Regions from separate parts of the Drosophila melanogaster genome. Here region 1 is linked to region 2. The links are chromatin contacts, called in public Hi-C maps. All regions are on one chromosome and are shown on one strand. The core of a region is the stretch at or near the end of the contact, and the rest is flanking DNA. Distances in the headings are between cores, read along the strand shown.

What was found. Hi-C and Micro-C count contacts between places; a contact is called where the count stands out from the background.
Region 1: a Hi-C map of the S2 cell line shows a contact between it and region 2, with 2.6 times the contacts expected there. A contact is called at or near these places in 4 of 107 Hi-C or Micro-C datasets (the Kc167 cell line, the ML-DmBG3-c2 cell line, the OSC cell line and 1 more) and 1 of 7 datasets of targeted methods (the Kc167 cell line).

Annotation. Positions count from the first base shown.
Region 1 is chr3R:23,867,142-23,870,826 of dm6, reverse strand. All of the region lies in intron 2 of Pli (Pellino), which reads left to right. Among named protein-coding and RNA genes, the nearest start is that of snRNA:U1:95Ca, 9.4 kb to the right of the region's middle.
Region 2 is chr3R:23,787,247-23,791,044 of dm6, reverse strand. mbc (myoblast city) reads right to left here. Exons shown (of 14, transcript NM_057796.4): 2 at 1,006-1,117. Among named protein-coding and RNA genes, the nearest start is that of mbc, 7.4 kb to the right of the region's middle.

The sequences.
Region 1 (3,685 bases), core at 112-2,611, 81 kb before region 2:
AACTAAAAGCTAACAATATATAAAGTGAATTCCAAAGAAAATATAAATTGTCTTTATATTTATAGTTAAGATAAGATATAAGTATAGACTTCCTGACTTACATTCTCTTTAATCGAGATATTTATTTATAGCTTTAGAATGTTGATACGAAACCAGATATTTGGTAGGCTTACAAATAATCCGATAAATAGATAAATACTATTTATTCATACTAGTTTGGATGTCTAGATATATTCACCATACCTCTTTTTGCATAGAGTCTTTGCAAAAAAAAAAAAACGTGCTCAAGAGCAGCTCAGACGTTTGCTTTTGCCAAGTAAACTAAATACACTTTTTTTTTTTGCTGCCCTGGCCGTCTGTTTGTTTGTTTAATTTTAGTCAGCTTTGTTTTGGTCGCCTGGGTGCGATGGAGTAGTGCAAATTTGTTTGCCAAAAAAGCAGCTGGGAAAGGCAAGGCGATGGCAAAAATATTGTTCGAGACGTGCGGCTGCATAGGCAAACAAAAAAATCCAAAAACTGGCAAGATCAGGGAGCAGTGCCGGACAAAAAAGTATAGCTTTCATTGTTCAGTTTAGACATGTGTTTTGTAAGAAAAATACAATACAATATAAGACCAAACTACCAGCGACGCCAAACAAGCTTTTAAATGAAATTTCTGCTGATTATGTAACAAACTGAAAGCGAGTGTGGGACAAAGAAAGAGCTATCTTTGTTGTTTTTCCAACCGGGTGCTTAAAGAAAAGTGGTTAAGAAATTGACGAGCGGCAATTTGCATAAATGGAATTAGTGAGCCGCCGCTAACAAGGCTTAAAAAACCCAGCCCAGACCCAAAAACTCTTTGACCCTGCCAGTCGATAACAATAAGTTGTATCTGAAAGATACACAGTCCTGCGCTCTGTATATTTTACGTGTAGAAGATATTTTATGGTACAAGTGTTCTAATGAATTACCTAAATGCACATCTCCTTGCAGTCCAAAGATCGTTCACGAATGTATGTATCTGCGCTAGTTTCATGGATAATTTGTTGCTTATGTGTATACATTTTACTTGGCTTGCTTATTTTTTATGCTCCGCAATTTGGATGTTCTCTTTTGGCCATTCTTTGTGCTTGAATTTCGCTGGCAAAACGAGTTTTTTTTTCGTGAATGTTTTTTGAAGTTGTCTCAATGAGAGTTTCATTCTTGAAATGCAAACAGCTGTGTGGCAGAGACATGTGCACAGATACAGATACAGATACAGATGCGGATATGGATACAGATACGAATACGAATGCGAATGCGAATACTGAGATACAAGCACTCAGATACAGATACATCCACGGCATGTGAATGGGCATGGGAAGCATGAGAAGAGCCCGGCATTTCGCCCATCAGCTAACCCAAGCACAGACCGCAAATTTAACCATAAAATATGGTAACGAAACACCTGCTCTTACCTGCGCAAAAAAAAAAAGTGTCGTCTGTCCGCCCTTCTCACCTGAGTGAGTGTTCTGTGTTTGTGCGTGTGTATGTGTGTGGCTGCCATTGTTTCCCTCCTGTTTATTGTTTAATCTGCCATTGCACTTTGCTGGTTCTTGCATTTATTTGGCATGACACTCGAGGGGCGACACTGCAGTTTGAATATTCTACTAGCACTTCTTTACCCTACTCAAATTTCAAATGCTACGGATGAACAAGAAGTGGAACTATCTATTTCTGCTCTTCAACTACACTTATCCACTGTCGCCGCATGTAAATAGAGACCCTACTTTGCTCCATTCACTCCTCCTCTGCTGTTGACGACAGGCAAACTCAGAGATTTATGAAAGTTATAAATATAGTGAGCCAGCCCAGTCCACGGTTGCCAACGAATCTGGAGCAAACGAAGAAGCAGATGCAGCTGCCATTTGTACTGGGAACAGCCATTCGAATTTGATCGAAAACTTTGCCCGCAGAATGTTATTTTTAAAGTTTTGCTATCGTTGTCGCATTGAGTTATGGCACTACTTTCCTGGTTAACCACAGCACTGTAAATGAGTGTGGATGTATTATGGTAATCTATGGTTTGTGAGCAACTTAATATTTCAGAAAATAGATCATAGATTTCGTCAAAGTTCAAAGTACATCCAAGTACACATTTGGATTACCCCTCTGTACAATTGATTTCTGTGTTTCCATTCACGCTGACCTTTCGACTCTCGCTGCCTGTCGCTTGTTGCTCTTCACACATTGGACCCCGTCATCCGCAGACCCCGCGGTAAACTCAATTAGAGGTGCAGCCAGACGCTAAAAGCCTTGCGAGAGCTCATTTGTCGGGCGGCTGTCGCCCACCTGGACTAATCAAATGAGTGCAACGAATACGTGTGTTACTTTGGTGTAATAATCAAATTAATTTGCATAAGCTGCGATGCGACCCCGTGACATTAAACCGTTGCGGTTCCACTGGTGGCACATCGATGGCCTATGGTCAGGTCACCTCGGTTGCCCTGATTTCAGAGCCCTACCCTTGATGGCGGGGTCCTGCTGCAGTTTTTAGCATGCAATCGCATGGGTGTGGGTGAGAAGGGGAGGGGGGCGGCATGTTTGCCCTTTGCGTTAGTTGGAAAATTTATTGTAATGCGATTGTGTTGGCCAACTATGGGTCTCGTTCTGGGCTGGTTGCTAGCATGCAAGGCAAACCGGCGAAAATCGATGCTTAGAGGGCACTGTCATGCAACGGGGAGGTAACTATATATAATGGAGCACACTTTTACGCCCATTTCCCCACAAATACCAGCTGCAGTTGTACACTTCAAAAAAAAATCACTTTCTGGAAACAAAAATACATTGCAGGTTTAGATATCTTATTATTCACATAAAGGTTCTGATTTTTTTGCGTGCAGCGAAAACCTAAACACACAGACACGAAAATTGATTTCCCTAAACAACAGCAAAAGTACAAAACCGAAGCCGGCACCGCAAATACAGATACAAATGCAAATACAAATACCAGCACAAACTCTGGGGTCGCGCCATCAAAGATATCGTATCTCATGGATGCCCCTTTTAGTATCTGTGGATAGCTACATGTGTACGTGATTTTTTTTTTATAGCGTACACAGTATTTTCAATGTACTCCTGTTTTTTTTTTTTTGCCAGCTTTTTTGGTTGGGCCGTCGTAATGTGCTTGGTTTAGTTTTTTGAAATTGAAATGTATGCAAATAGTGGCATGTTGCCTTTGAAAATCGATAAATTCTTTGATGGCAGAGAGCACAGCTGATTGCATGTGAAGTAGTCACGCAAATAATGGGACATGGGGGTTGTAAAGCCCTCAAAACTGTTGTTTCAAATAATCAAGATTTATGCGATTTGTTAATGAATTCTCGCCACCATACCCCAAAGGGAAATATATGTAGTACCAAAAATGGAAAATGTTTCAATTGAATGTTGAGTAATATGATGGCCCTAGATGGGTAATAGTTGTTTGAGGATTGTGGGACTTTTCCCATGGCTACACGCATATTGTGTAAATATTTACTCCGATTCCAATAGTGATCACATCTCGAATTATTTGTTTGCCTTTGTTTCCCCCCAAAAGTTGGTTTGTTAATTGAATTCAATTTGGACAGCAGTCAAATGACAAACTTTCATTATTATTAATCAGGCTAGGCTTAATCAATTTAACCCAGTTTATTCTCGGCTGCTGCTACCGGGTGGGTGGTCCCAT
Region 2 (3,798 bases), core at 990-3,489:
CGCCCAAAACTGGATGCGAACTGGTTTTCTTAGGCGAGCCCCACTGTGATCGGGGAATTCGTGCTTTTATTTATTTACTTTCTTTGCTGCCCGCTACCATTCGAGATGTCTGGCTCTTGGAATCTCTGGTTCCACTTGAGATGGGGTTGTTTGGGTCAGCAGAAATATGAAAAAGGTCAGCTCCGTCAATTCGGATGGCGTTCTTCTTGTTTTCCTCGTTTTTCTTGATAAGACGTGGTCAGCCGTCAGCCAGATAAAACCCAGTGGGAGATACAAGAAGCATACGAAAATGAAACGCAAACAAACTAAACGGCAGCAAAAGGGTCAAACCCATGTATAAATATTGAATCGAGCAATGGAATGGGAAAAGAAAACTTTATCTCTGCATTGGACGGATGTGCTGCCATGCAACTTTGGCAGCCACATATGGTGGCATCTGTTTGGAGTAAAGGATGAAGGAGCGTTGGGCAAGAGCGCTGGCACAGATTTCCTCGAAATACCCAGGCATCTTGAGCGGTAAACAAAGGTCGAGCCAAATGTGCGGCGCTTGTGTACCTGATTTACGATTGCTTCACTCTGAATGTGCCTGTGAAATATCTGTTTCAAGCATTTCCGCTTCTGAACTTTGCTTTGCTTTGGTTGCTGGCTGCTGTTTCTTCTGCTTTTCCGTCTGTCTGTCGATTGTCTGCCACTTTTTTGTCTGCTAATGTCTGGGATGTTTCCCCAACGCTCATGCATATGCATTAGACAAACGACGAGATTGCAGTGAAAGTCGGGGGAAAAGATCTAGCAGATTGTTTGATTAGGCAAGCTACACCGATCAAAATAATAGCAGTGCATACTTTACAAGGAAATTAATGAAGTCAAGTGATTTACAAGTTGTTTTCGCTATCTGTTACAAAGTGATTTCAGGATGGAAACATTTCTTGTCCGTAGTTCACGTAAGTTGTAAGTAACTTTTTAAAGCTTCCCTCAACTTTTTGTTTAATTTGCAGAACTACTCACTTTTGTCTGTAGCCGTAGTACCAATGGGTGGTCTCCTTAAGAATTATGACCGCATCACCCACATCCAGATTAAGGCGATGTGGCTTCGACTCCTGGTCGAAATTGCACTTGGCTGAAAGGAAGATACATTTTAAAATTAGTATAAAATCAAATGCAATGGGAGCTTAGTCTAAAGCACCTTTTCCAGTTGTCAGCCGCTGCGAACTGAACGAAATCACAGCGAAATCAACGCGAATCAACGGGAGCGGAAGGTTATCAATTAGCCCATACCATCATGAGGGGGACGCGCTGATCATCGGAAACTGGGTTGTCGCTATCTGTGCACCCAAGCGGATGGGATATTTGATAAACCCTCGGACGCACCCCCGCCATCCACCAACGTCGTCCCACCGGAATCCCCTTCTTCTAAGCGCTTGTGCAACCAATCCATTTCATACGTGAGATCTAACATACAAATTGTATCTCGCTTTAGGCAACTTCCTCGAAAACCCACTGTCGATAAGACTTGGATGTCTGGCGGGAACTGCAAATGACGCACTTGCATTGTGAATGCTTACTGTTATCGCACCAAGAAGTCGGAAATACAGCTTGGCATACCGGAATCTGCTGCTAGTGCTAAGATAAGTGGTCCATTTTTAAATAAGTCGCAAAACTAATACATGTGACAAGAGGAACAGTGTGCAAACTCTGTTGGTTTAATTTAAGATTTTTTTAACAAACTGCCATAAGTTATAAATTGCGGCAGGTTTGGAGCTCATGTATAACAGTCATAAAGATTTCGTAAGTGAATAATTACAACACTGCTACCGCAGCGTATAAAGTTGTTTTAATATTAATCAAATTAGCTTACAAAAACCCATTACATGCACTCCCTTAGGAGTAGTTGTGTTTTTGCTTCGCCGCACGAGACATAATGGGACATAACCATCGACGCCGACAAACTTCCTTCTTGCCTGATAGTGCAAGTTTGAGATATAAGCAACAGCGTACGTATATAACACATATTGTTGAACACACACAAATGTGCATCCCCCAATAAAAACCCTCGTACTTGTACTCGAGTCCCCATCGCCGCAGTCAAGCGCAAGAGATACAAAATCCAAGTTGAGCCGCCTTCGCGTGGCACGCTCCGGGTGGTGCTGTTGTTGCCGATGGTGGTGCTGATGACTGTGGTAATAGTGGTGCTGCGACTGGAACTGGGACTGGCGGTGGTGCCGATGGCGAATGCGTAACAGAAGGGGAGCAGTGGAGCCGTGGCGTCGGCGGAATGGGATACGGTCCAATGACCGATGCTCGCGATGTTCGCGCAGCCCGATCTCGATGGAAAGCATAACAAGCGAGAACGACCTCCACAGTAGATTAAGAGCGACAGCGGCAGCAATTCGCAAAAGGTATTCAGTGCCGCTGCTGCTGTGCTCCAACAGCAGAGGGCAAATTAATAGGGCTTCACTGCCGACGAACCCAAATATGGTTCATTCACATGCCTATTTATATGTATAAGGCTAATTTGGTTTGTAAAATCATAAATATGGGAATTGGTACGTAAAGATCATGATTCCAAGGATGCTTAAAAGTTAGCGTTTGAGTATATATTGTACTGTTCGTACCAAATAGAATAGACCAATAATATTTATATTTTCCTGCTATCATTTTGACCACAAGTGTACTCTACGTGTGAGATGGTTTTGTCTGCTACTTTTTTTGCGCTTTGCATTTGATTTCGTCTGTCCAATTGCGTGGAAAGTTAACTTGGAGTGGGACTGGGTCAATTGCGGAAACCAGTTGAACGAGCCTCTTTAGAAGAGCTTTCCCAGCTGGGAAAGTTTCGCAAGAAGCGCGTAAATATAGATCTAAGTAATTAAAGACTTATCGAATTGATTGAGTTTATTATTAATATCCAATGCGCAGAGCGATTAGGCGGAATTCACTGCTTTCCACGTCTGGAAGCTATTTATGCGCAAGTAATATAAATACTCGGAAATGGCAATGAATCATCCGACGTCGACGCCTACGACGCAACAGTACCGCTGCGGTCAAGCAATCAGTCACAGGGAATGCCACACCTATAAAGAACCAGAACCCCTGCGTGAGTGGAGTTAAGTTAAGGCAGTTGAGTTCAAGAACGATCAAAAACGTCATTAAATCGAGCCCATTTCCTTTCCTTCGGTTTGTCGATAAGCGAAACAAAGCCTATCCCAAGACCCTTTTTTTCCTTCACTGCAGCAGCGCGACAAACTTGTTGACTAACGGAAACCAGCATAAATAATGAAATGCACAACTTGTTGGACTATAAATACACAGAGATCGCAGGGCGGAGGAGTCACGGCTCAATGGCAGCGAGAAGGAAAAAGGGTTCGGACCAATATAGAAAACCGTCGAAAACAGTCAGCACTCAACAGGCAGGCAGGTAGACCAAGCAAAGTATACTCGTACAATGAACTAGGTTCATTTTAGAAATGCACGGTGGAAAATATTTTAAATACGATTCACGACGATCAGTTCATAAGGTCATATAAATATAACATATTCTTTTCTGGTTGTGTTTTGATATTGTTGTAGAAAGATTATCAGTTAGAAATTCCCCTTTTCGTTCAGTGTAGAGCTCCAACGGATGCAGCTGCACCTGGAAAAGGGAGCTGCTAAAGTGCCCCCCAGCACGTGAACAAAGTGTGCCTTCTCCGCGTCCAAACTAAAGACCCCTTTTGGTCTATAGTTTGCTTAAAGCTAGATAAAAAGCAAAAGCCAAAACAATAATAAATCGCAGTCCATAAAGCAAAGCGAATATATAAAATA